2 separate regions of the Sus scrofa genome follow, and region 1 is linked to region 2. The links are chromatin contacts, called in public HiChIP or PLAC-seq maps. All regions are on one chromosome and are shown on one strand. Each heading gives the region's core, a stretch centred on a gene start, on an enhancer-like site or on the middle of the called end of the contact. The rest is flanking DNA. Distances are from core to core; before and after follow the strand shown.

Evidence for each region. HiChIP or PLAC-seq counts read pairs in DNA pulled down with a chosen protein or histone mark.
Region 1: an H3K27ac HiChIP or PLAC-seq map of alveolar macrophages shows a contact between it and region 2. The contact joins the promoter of LOC100520491 here to the promoter of CLEC12A in region 2. A contact is called at or near these places in 2 of 47 Hi-C or Micro-C datasets (alveolar macrophages and skeletal muscle) and 1 of 2 datasets of contacts at active chromatin or transcription factors (alveolar macrophages).

The regions. Positions count from the first base shown.
Region 1 is chr5:62,104,706-62,110,841 of Sscrofa11.1, reverse strand. It overlaps LOC100520491 (killer cell lectin-like receptor subfamily B member 1B allele B), which reads right to left and starts at 4,143. Exons shown (of 6, transcript XM_003481689.4): 1 at 3,500-4,143; 2 at 1-21. The coding sequence starts at 3,581.
Region 2 is chr5:61,918,516-61,924,769 of Sscrofa11.1, reverse strand. CLEC12A (C-type lectin domain family 12 member A) reads right to left here and starts at 1,713. Exons shown (of 6, transcript NM_001301669.1): 1 at 1,598-1,713. The coding sequence starts at 1,688.

The DNA of each region.
Region 1 (6,136 bases), core at 2,894-5,393, 180 kb before region 2:
AAATTCCATGGTGGTGAGAATCTATAAAATGGAGAGATTATGCTAGCAAGCCCAGTAGACAATTTCTTAGGTAGTGAGAGGCAGGGAAATGCTTAATAAATTTTGTCAGTTATGCTCTTCAATTACTTTCCTTTGAAATATGTAGTCTAGCTTCCTTTTACACACACACTCACACACAGAACATATCTGGTCCCCTAGTTTGTGAAAAGAGACCTAGAAAACTATGAATGGATATAAATTTTTCTTTGTTGATTCACCATATATGTTCCTCAGTATTAGCCTTGCTTATGGTCTACTGTCTGCATCCCTAAGCTTTTATATAAGACTACGAAATTCTCAGGATTCTCTCATAAGCTTACAGACAACACCGACTTATTTGAATTGATCCATGCTTTTATGTCCCCTCCCTTATACAATGCACCTATTTCCTGTGATTTGAATTATAATTTCATGAAATTATACATTTTAAAGTAAAATAATTTTAGGGATAATCTTATCCAACATCTGCATGTTAAAATGGGAATTTCAAATCTACAACCACACAATTGATAGCAGAGATGAGGGCCTCCTCAGGTCTCTTGACTACTACATTAGTGCTGTAATCAATAGCCACATGATCAAAAGATAAATAAATCATTAAAAGAAATTGGCATTTTTATCTTTGAGCCAATAGTTAAAACCAACAGTCTCTTACCCAACATAGCTATAGTATATCAATTCCACTAAATATGTGATAGACACACACATCCATACAATATACTGAGAAAGTACTACTATAACTGATACTGAAATAAAACCAGTTACAAAGTCAAGTGTCCAGACTGATTAACCTGAGTGTTTATTTAGTGATTTTTTTTTTTTTTTTTTTTTTTTTTTTTTTTTTTTTTTTTAGGGCTGTACCTGTGGCATATGGAAATTCCCAGGTTAGGGGTTGAACTGGAGCTGCAGCTGCTGGCCTACACCACAGCCATGGCAATGCCAGATCCAAGCCATGTCTGTGACCTACACCATAGCTCATGGCAACACCAGATCCTCAACCCACTGAGTGAGGCCGGGGATTGAATACGCATCCTCATGGATACTAGTCAGGTTTGTAACCCACTGAGCCACAACAGGAACTCTTATTTAGTGAAATATTATGGGATTTTGTTCAAATTCTTCCTGCTAAGTAAAACATCTTTAGTGGGAATTTATTCTCAAAACTTTAAAGAAGTCCATGTGTTTTCATTTATTAGGCAAAACAATTCAAATTGTACCAATCAAGGCAATCAGAAGAAGAAGGTGATGATGTCCCAGCACTAGCTTCTAATATGAAGAATTGAGTTTACAGACCTAAAAACTTAAAGAATAAATCTTCAAACTTCATAAAAGGCCTAATGTGGGATGCTAGCTCATATTTTTAGGCAGCTGAAGGAAAATTTAAGAACGCTATGAATTCCCAAATCATAGCCTGGGGTATTCTTAGTGGAATCACACTTCTCACCCATATTTCACTCAGCTTCATGGTAGTAGCCGTGTTTTTTATATCATGGAGAACCGAAAAACCTCTAATATTTATTAAGTACCTAATGAGATCCATTAGTTTATTTGTCCATTTATACATTCTTCCACCTACCAAGCATCTATTGATTGCTTGCTATGTACTTAATATCGTGAGGGGTGCGGGGAATACAAAAATGAAGAGATTGGGGAGGGGCTTTCGACATAGATGAGGCTTTGAAATGGGAAGGAATATGGTAAATTTAAAGAACAAAAAGAAAGTCAACAACCAGAGCAAAATAAGTGACATTTAGCAAGTTAGGAAGAAAGGCCCTGGACAATTGTGTGGGGCTCCATGGACATTTACAAACCAAGGTATCAAATAGTTCTTTCTCTCTTCAGTGATATGATGCATGAGGGCAGAAGTTGCATTTGTCCAAAATAGAGATGTGCAGTGAAAGAGTAGTAAGAAATTTGACATCTGGTCATAAGCATGACTATAGGTAGTAGTTTAATCTTTATTATAGTCATATTTCCTTTTTTTAAACATTAGAATATTGGACTAGACAGCATTAAAATTGTTGTCTCCAAATCTTTAAACAAGGAAAAGAGTAATGTTCTTTCCATCATCAGAAGAAATTAAATCTCAGAATGCAGAATCAAAAATATTGGTTTTGTTGGAGTTCCAGGTGTGGCACAGTGGGTTTAGAGCCTGACGGCAGCAGTTTTGGTTGCTACAGAGGTGTGGGATTTGATCCCCAGCACAGAGCAGTGGGTTAAAGGATCTGGCATTGCTGCAGCTGTGGTGTAAGTAGCAGCTGAGGTTTAGATTTAGTCCCTGGCCTGGGAACTTCCATATGCTGGAGATGTGGCCATAAAATTATACATATATAATATATATATATATATATATATATATATATATATGGGTTTTGTTGCTTGAAGTGAGTTAATCTCTAGAAAAACTGACCAATTATATGAGATTTGGGGGGAAATGGGCAAATAAGAATACAATTCTAGTCCACATAGTTTTTTAAACTAAGTTCCATTAGCTAATTTAAAGTGAAAATTCCTGGTCTATGGAGAAAAGAGATAAGCCTCTATTCAGCAAGGCAGAGAGAAAATATTTAAACATAGGAAATAACATGTTCTTGCAACTAGAGAAAACTACACCTCAGATTCATTTGATAACTGCAAGCTTAAAAATATAGGAGAAGAAAGGCATTCTTGGGAAATATAGAAAAGCAAAACATCAGATTTACACCACAAGGCCAAGCACAATGAGGAGATTTTAAGTTATTTAAACATTTTAAATAAAGTTTATAATATAAAAATTCTTACCCTAAAGGAAAGAATAGGAAAGAAATACAGAAATTTCTCTAATGCTTCATGTGTATATAATGTATATAGAAAATACACTGGATTTGAAAATTTATTATTTTCGAGGTGGTTTGTGATTAAGGTACAGTGTTCTCTTTAGCTGTATGCCTATCTATTTATGTTCCAAAAATATTCTCTTACTCAGTCATCAATCCTAAACTTCAGGAAATAAAATACTAATATTTTGTGTCTTTAGCTTAACATTTTTATCCTACCAATATTCAAATTCCAAAAGGATAAATAACATTGCGAATCATTGCCAGAGATATTTTCCTCAGTGTAAATAAATTGATCAAACTATTTTAAAAGGGAAGATTTGATTGGAGTGAGTAAAGCTGTAGAGGAGAAAGGAGACATGAGGATTGATGTAAGTATAATAAATGTTCACCACAACAAATATAAAGAATAGAGGGTCTATGAAAACCCAAAGCGAAATTCTACATATTAAGGCTAAAATTAAAATTAACTTTACGAACATTTTGTGTCACTAAAAACATTGACTTTCATTCTTGCATTCAGTAAGTTCTGCTTTGAATCCAGTCTCTTCACTATTTCCAGTAAGGCAAATATAGACACAGGGCAGCAATAAGGGAAATTAAAAGTAAAGTATTAAGTTTAATGAGTCCTAAATCCAACTTACCGGATCTCTGTACTGAAGAGGAATGTTCCGAAGAAAGAGTCCTGGCAATGTTGATGTCAGCATAGACTATATCTCCAGCCATTGCCTATGTTAAAACGAGAGAGAAGCCCACTAGTGATATTCTGCTGAAGGGAGTCCCATATGTTGGCAAACTTCCTGTAAGTTAGATAAATTGATAAGGATGATTTTCTTCCCCTCTCCCGAGTTTGGTTTGTTTCTCCGATGAATAACACTCAAAAGCAATGTGTTCAGCCTTATTAATCAAGGTAATAGATTTTTGAACCCTTGCATGTCATAGAAGAAAAGGACTATTTAAGCCGTAGTTTTTTGCTCTACAGTTAGTATTCCGCCTATGTTTGGAATCATTTTAATCTTTAATGATATTACAGAAGATATTGTTCTACTTAACTATGAACCACTTCCTCTTTTTTCTTAGACACGCTCTCCGGCAGAAACTCTATGACCTTCTAGTATTTTCTTCAAAGCAGAATGGCAATTTGAGGGAGAGAACAACAAAAAAAGAGAGAGAGATACTATTGTGAGTGGAATAGAAAGAATTGATAGACACTAAACCTTACTCTAGAGGGAAAATAGATGTTTGAGAACTTTCTTTGCTTATCACTGTGCACTAACTCATTAGAGAAGTATAGTGTTGCATGTTTCAGGTCCTAAATTTGGAGATTCTAAATTTAGTAGGAGGACAGGATAGTCAGCATTTTCTTATTCCAGCCATCAATTTGTGGCAAAGCAATGTTTTTGGAAATATCTGACTGCATGTTTACTTAGATGAACCTTAAGCGTCTCTTTACTTAAGGACCTTAAAAGAAAAGATCAAGATGTTTTAGGTGCTGGAGTTCCTGTTGTGGCTCACTGGGTTAAGAGCCTGACATAATGTTTGTGAGGATGCGAGTTTGATCCCTGGCCTTGATCCAGTGGGTTAAGGATCCAGCATTGTCACACGCTGTGACATAGGTCTAATACGCAGCTTGAATCTGGTGTTGCTGAGAGTGTGGTAGAGGCTGGCAGCTGCAGCTCCAATTTGACCTCTAGCCTGGGAACCACATGCTGCAGGTGCAGCCATAAAAAGAAAAGAAAGAAAGAAAAAAAAAAAAGCACTTTTTTTTTAGTGTGCTGCTTACATCTGGAGGAGTTCACTATAATCTCTGAACTAATGGAGGTGCTGAAATCCAAGTTAGCCTCCTTGAAAGAAAAAAGGCAACAGAAGCCATTTAAGATATGTGGCTACTAATCCCAGACAAAGAATATTTACCAGTGATGATTTAGAACAGTGAACAAACAGGTTCTTCTGAGAAGAAGAATAATGGGGCTGCCAGTTGCATGATTTTTATGTAACATCTTTATATTGATATAGTTGACATGATGTGAGGATTCTGGACATTTCACATAAGTAGACTGTCACACAGTTTTGAGTCGGGCTGTTTCATTCAATGTTTTCAAGTCTCATCCAGATTGTAGTATTTCAGTATGTCATTCCTTGTTATAGTAGAAGGATATCTTACTGTATGGATATATCATGCTTTGATTATACATTTATCATTTGATGGGTATTTGATGTGTTTCTACTTTGGGGCATTTATTAGCAGTGCTGCTATGAACATTTGCATATGGATTTGATTTTTTTTTTGGATATATACTTAGGAGTGGAATTGTTGGGTCATTTAGTAACTATGTTTAAACTTTTGAAAATGGTCCAACTATTTTCTACTGAGGCTTCACCATTTTACAGTCTTTTTTTTATAAGCAGGAAAAAACCCTATCTTTATCAAATGAAGAAGTATGAATCAGTCTTCAAGCAAGATAAAATAATCACGAACAAAATTAACAGTTAAGAGCACACGTACAGAGTAGACTACAGATTTAGTTATTTGGAATAAAACACGTACACCAAAATCAAGAGACAGACCACCGCTCACACTGAGGAAAAGCACTAACTCATTGTAAACACACAACTTCTGAGAAAATAGAGCTGACATTTAAAGGACAGTAAACCAGAGACAAGTCATCATTAGGTTAGAGTACTGATTTGAGCTTGAGGAGGATCAATGTTGAAATGCCATCATAACTCAATGATTTCCCAAGATTTTGTCACCTCAAAAACAGGAATATATAAAAATCAGTAGTACAAATTCTCGTAAAACTTGAAAAGATTTCACATTCTCATTGTCAATGTATGTCTCCTCACAGCCTTATCACACTTGTTAATTTTCATCTTGTTGCTCATGGCTGTCCCACGGGGGCAGGGTAAAGTGGCATCTGATAATTTTGAATTGGTCTGCAGATAACTGCTTTGATGTCATTTACCCAGACTTGTGCATTTTCATCCTAACTCTATGAATATCAGTATTCAGTAGAATTAAGGGAACTTTTTTTTTTTTTTTAACTCTCTCAACTGCCCCAGATTCCTCAAACCCTTATCTTTGTCTCCTCAATTTCAATGAGGCTGCTAGCTCTCTTTGGATAGTTCTTCCTGCTTCTGTATTATGGAAAATCACTCCCAGCGAAATCTGGAGTCATCTTAGCGCTCTTCTTTTTTGCTTCTCTTCCTTTCTTCCTTTCTTTCTCATTTTATTTCTTTCTACTATACCACAGCCACAGCAAAGCAGGATCCAAGCCATG
Region 2 (6,254 bases), core at 464-2,963:
AACTGGGCTTGAAATTTTGTGTGTATTTTTTACTGAAAATGTTCAGCTGCTCAGGTGGGGCACAGGTGAGTGGATGTTTAAATTTAACAAGAATTGGAATTTTTCTAGAAAAAACACAAAGAAGAGATGTATAAGAGAGTCAGGTTAGACGTTATATAATACAAAGTTTACATTACATTATATAGTCTTTATAGACTGAATAATCAGAAAATTAGATAAAATTGAGAAAGTCAACAAGACATGGATGAAAAATTTCTTCAGGGTCAAAGAATTTCTGAAGTGGAAATTTAGAATGAGAATGATTAGTAGGACAGGAAAAGAGAAGGGACGTGGTAGGATTTGTAAAGAGCAATTACGGTGTATTGCGTTTATGGTATGTTCCTCTCACACCATAAAAAGAGAAATACAAACAAGAAAATTAAGACAGAAAGTATTGTGACATCCTTAGCATCCTGCCCTTTAAAAAAAAAATCAGTATTCAAGGAAAAGGCTACAGAATTAAGCTGTTATCCTTCATCAAGATTTATAATGTTCATGATAAATGAGAATGACAATGGATAAATGGGGAATGATAATGATAAGTGGATCCAAGATTAAACAGTGAAAATTCGGTTCACAGTAAGGTAGAACGTCAAAGAATGCTACATTTTTTAGAGGTAAAAAACCAATGAAAGAATACACGAGTATTTTTCTATTACTCTTTTCTCCTAATATCACTGCTTCTGTTAACTCTTTGTGTTCTCTATATCTACCATTTAATTTATACACACTGATTTTAAGTATGGGTATTCTGGGACATTAGGGATACTTTATTGAAGCATAAACTGAAAGTAAACACAAGTGGTCCATTTATATCATAATTAAATTTGACTTAAAAAATACAAACTTTCCAGGTACAGGGTGCATTTGAATTATTGTATCTTCCAATATTTATTTCTTTCCTCCCTTTAGTCTTTGATGTGTCTTTTCAGGTAACTTAACCTCTTCCATATTGTAATAAGTTGGAAAGAGATCTCCAAAGGAAGTAAGAAAAATTCTAAAAATTCTATTAGCAAATTCTAATAAAAGCTTTATTTGGTAAAAACTAAAATAAAATCCTCTGAAGGTCCCTTCTCTCTGTCTCTTTCTTTGGCTCTCTCTCCCTATCTCTTTCTTAGACACACACACACACACACACACACACACACACACACACACAAATTAGCATTTTCTTCTAAAAAAGAACATACAAACCCAAGACTTTCCTGAACAACATGTTCCTAGTTCTATGGCTTTCTTTCATGGGGGAAAAATAATTCATAATCCAGTCATATGAAAATACTATCCTAGCCTAATCATGATTGTGATAGATTGAAAAAAATTATAAAAGATTGTGTGTTAAATGCACTGCTTATTTTCTTTAAAAAATCCTTTAAAATCCTTTTGTATGGTCATTTTTGGTAGTTTTGGTAAAAAATAAGAGGCTTAAATTAAAAATTCAAATTGAAAGGTTATTGTCAATTCACTAACACTCAAGGAGCAAGGCATCTACCCTTACACTTCTGCCACCTTCCACATTTTATCCACCTCACAACACAGCCATAGCTCAAAATCTTACCTTTTATCCCAAAGTTGCCAAACTCCTGGGTATTTTCTTTCTTACCAGAGTCCTGGAATTTTAGATCTGCATAAGTGACTTCTTCAGACATTGATGACTATGCAGGGAAAGCTTGACAAACTGTAAAAAAAAAAAGAAAAGAAAAACGAGGGTGAACTAACACAGTTTGATGGTGATCAGAGTTGTGATTTTAACCTCCGTTTATAAACCAAAGCTTAAACTTAAAAACTTCTGTTTTTAAATCGAGTCCCAATCACCCACATATCCGGAAACAAGCTGCCACCCTAAAGAGAGCAGAGTGCTGTTACAAGAAGGAACACCTTTCTTCCTCTTATCTCTTTCTTTTCTCATTTCTCTGTGTCTACCAACTACAGAAAGTAATTTTTAAAACTGTGTTTGGGTATTATTAGCGTTGTGCCAAGGGCTGCAAATCACCAGTGCTATGTGCTGCAGATATAACAAGCATTTCTTGGAGAAACACTTTTAAGGAGAGAAAGAGGAGAAAGGATACAATTCTCAAACCCTTGCTAGTCAGCCCCAGTGGCCTGGCATAGATTTTCTGTACATCTCCAGGTCCTGATAGAGAGGTTTGCCTGAGCCAAGATCACATGTGCACAGAGAGAGGAGATAAGTCCCACGCAGTCACCCTGTTATCCAGGTACAGGAGTGCCTAGAGGACCAAGAGAACACTTAGATTCTCTAGTAACAAGAAGCATAGTAAGGGATTTAGAATAGGAACTGTGCCAGGAAGTATGCATACAGATGGCTATGGGCAGTATACCCAAAGCTCCAGAAATAGCTCTGCAGGTCTGGAGGTTAGCAGATATCTGGGTCTGGCCAAATGTCTATAAGCCATTTGATCCACACCAAAAAGTCCTGGAAATTTGGTCCTGTCCAAAATGTCGATGAGCATATTTTGTCCATGCCAGATGGTTTGGAACAGAACTAAATATGACCAAGTTTCGAGGACTTTTTGGTGTGGATCAAATGGCTCATGGAGCAAATGGCTTATGCTTGTTTTGGACAAGACCAAATGTCCTTTAAGGGTGGATGCTGCCAGCTGCTGAGTGGATTTATTCCAACTGTGCATTGTGGAAATGGACAATGACCGCAGGATGGATTCAGGGACACACTGGGCCTACCATTACACCCACCTAAGCTAAAACCCCACTGGTTACCTGACCGCCGTTGGCCCTGACGAATGGGCCACAGTGAAGTTTGGGTCTCCTGGAATTAGTATAGGATCAGAGCCCGAGTCTAGTATTTTCCGAAAGGCCTGATCATTTCCTTTTCTAAAATGCATGGTTGCCTTCGTAGAAGGGGAATTTTTGCTTACGTCCTTACCATTTTAACATCTGCTAATTTAGAAGCCCTGGTTTCCAGAGTGGAAACACTTCAGGCATCGCAGTGAGAATCCCATTCAATTTTTTTTTTTTTTGTCTTTTTATGGTGACACCTGTGGTATATGGAATTTCCTGGGCCAGGGGTTGAACCAGAGTGGGAGCCGCAGGGCTACTCCACAGCCACAGCAATACCAGACCCAAGCTTCGTGTGCCACCTATGTCACAGCTGTGACAACGCCGGATCCTTAACCCCCTGAGAGAGGCTAGGAATCATACCTGCATCCTCAAAGAGACACTATCGGATCCTTAACCCACTGAACCACAGTGGGAGCTCCTCATTAAGTTTTAAGCTATGTCTGCTACCCTGGGCTTCTTATGCCAGGAACACAACAGGAAAAGAAAATGAGTCACAATCCTGACAGGGCTAATTAACCTGCTTATCAGGGGAATGTAGGACTATTGTTGCATAAGAGAGAAAGTGAAGCAGGTGTTTGCAATGAAGGTGACCCACTAGGATGTCCCCTGACAGTCCCCTGATAAATTTTGACAGCTAATAGGTAAGTTCACTAGAAATGGGCTATTGTCCATATTTCATACTCTTGTAAATGTGGATCTTTTGTACTTTGAGCATATATTTTAGAAAATGTGTATGTTAAAAGGTCACCACGATGTCTTTAGGCAAGTTTGCTGTGGGATAGTTTGTTTAACAGTCAGGAAAGTTACACTGGTCATTATTAATATCTAGCGCCACCAAAAATAGCCTGTAGCATCTGAGGGTGAAAAATAAATGAAGCATCTCCAGGAAAAAACAAAAAAGAATTAGTGTATTTTGCCAGGGGCTTAGGCCCCTGACTGATGGGTACCTTGGTCCCACTAGTTGGTAAAACACCTGGTCTGGTTGAGGGTGTCGTCAAGGGTGAGTGGAGTCCAGCAAGGTAGGGATGTAGGAAATGATGGATATTGGTTGCCATCCAGACAAACTGCAATGACAGGGTGTATAGTTTGTCCCACTAATCTTGTTTCTGTGAGTTTCACCAAGAAAAGGAACTGAAGAGAATACCAGAAGGGCTGGTTATAGAACGTTTTTCTACTAACCAGGCAGATGGGGCAGTGCAAGAGCAGCGTGCAGCAGGCACACTGGTCTGCTGCCCAGATGCTCTAGTCAGCACCGATATATTCATTTCCCAAGCTACTGGGAAGGTTGGCAACTGAATTCTCTCAGCTGACTCTTTCTCTGAGAAGTGCTGTGCACCTCTCAGGGACAGCCTACATCAAATAGATGGGCAGGGTGACAAGGTAGAGGAGGAAATGTCCCGCTTTTCTGGCTTCAAGAGGTGCAACTTTGAAGGACCAGCCTATCTCCAGAGGTCCCCATAGGATTAGCCGGGGCCTCTGCTGCAACTGCGTTGTGTGGATGAACCACTCCCTTTATCCAATGTTGCTCTCTCACCCTCTACGCTCTTATTCTCAACAGCATTTACCATTAAAGCTTCTATACATAAATATCAGAGTTTGAGTCTAGTTCCTAGGGAATCCTACTTATTAAAAAAAAAAAACAAAAACAGTGATTATTTTCTTGATTCATTTTGTTTCATTTTATATTTTTAAGGGAATATAAACATTTTGTCCCATCATGACCCTTGTTGCTTCCTTTTAACTTAACTCTTACTGTACTCACTCTTATTTATTCGTTATCCATCCATTAAGGAAATGAGCATATGCTTAAATTGCAGAAATTATTATGCCTAAGATTAGACGATGAATAATGTACTTGTGGGTTTTGGTCTGGTGTGTGAAGAGATCAGAAATTATCACTCCCATCCACACAATAAGAAAAAATAAATAAATAAACGACCCTTCTTAAATCCATCAGAGAACTGAGATCATAAGGCAAACCACTTCACCATAAATTGAAGAGACACACAAGGAAAAGTGATGAATCACAGCTTATTGGAGCAGAGGACTAGGAGTAGGAAAATCCAGAAGCGCTGGTACCAGAGTAGGAAACTGTAATTAACAACTTTATGGGAAAAAGACTGAATGGAGGCTCTGCAAAGATAATGACAGCTCACCCAAACAAGATCAATGAGTAGAATATGTTCTGTCAATCACGTATTTTCCAAAATCCAATTTCTGCATGAGTTATTTTCTTCACCAAATATGGTGTTGTTAAAAACATTCCCTACCCTGCTGAATTCTTTGCCAGACAGTTTGATTATCTCCATTGTTGATTATTGATGCTTTATTTTGTTCCTTTGGTACTGTCATATTTTCCTGATTCTTTGATCCTTGTAGCCTTTCCTTAAGAGTTTAATTGAGGGAGACTTCAGGAAGCTGATGCAATAGGAGGATCTATCCATGGGGCTGGCCAGGAACTTGCAGGGACTAATTTGGTGCTAGGAGGAGTTGAGCCTGAGTCTGTGGCAGCAGGCCTAGAGCTTGAGTCCATGGAGGCTGGATTGCAACACGGCTGGCCTGGCACCAGATTTTACTGGGGCAAGCCTGGGGCTAGGGATCACAACAAAGACAGATGCTCACTTCACTCTCAGCCAGGTGGAGGGTATCTGTCTTGTGCTGCATTTCCTGTGCTTGGGGAGAGGAAATGAGTGAGTAAAGTGAAACTGTCCTTCTCACTGTCATCAGTGTGTCCTTTCTTATTTCTATGCTCCACCTGCTGCCGTAATCTCCCACCTTGAATCCACAAGCCCCATGAAGATCTTCTCATAGGTGAATGGTTGTCAAACCAGTGTTTCTGTGAGGGACAAGGACCCTCCTATTGCATCAGCTTCCTGGTGTCTCTTCCTCAATTAAACGCTTAGGAAAGATCGTTCCTAAAATAGCTTACATTTACAGGTCTTGTACTTTATGCATCTGTCACAGATTAACCAGTACTGGCATAAAGGTGAAACTCAAATTTGCTTCCTACACTGTTTCTCTTTCTGCTGTTACTTATCTCAAATAACAACAGGTCTCTGTGACGCTTTGTGTCTACTAATTGCCAAATGAACTTAAAGTGAAATGCTCATAGTTTCCGAGAACATCTTTTTCTTAACTATAATTGTATGATGAAATTAACAATTGAATCATAAGCTGTCATAGCCATATTTTCTAAAATATTCACTGGTGCTCCCCAGTGAGAGATACATTTCCACAGTACTCTATTTCTTAGTGGAATAAGGCTCAGTTTCAGCTTTTAAGAATTAATTATATGTTCTAAATGCTAACCCATTTCCTTTTGCTGGACCAGAATATAATAAAATAAATAAATAAATGAAGATATTTTCATGTTTCTGTCTTGTTTTTTTTTTTTTTTT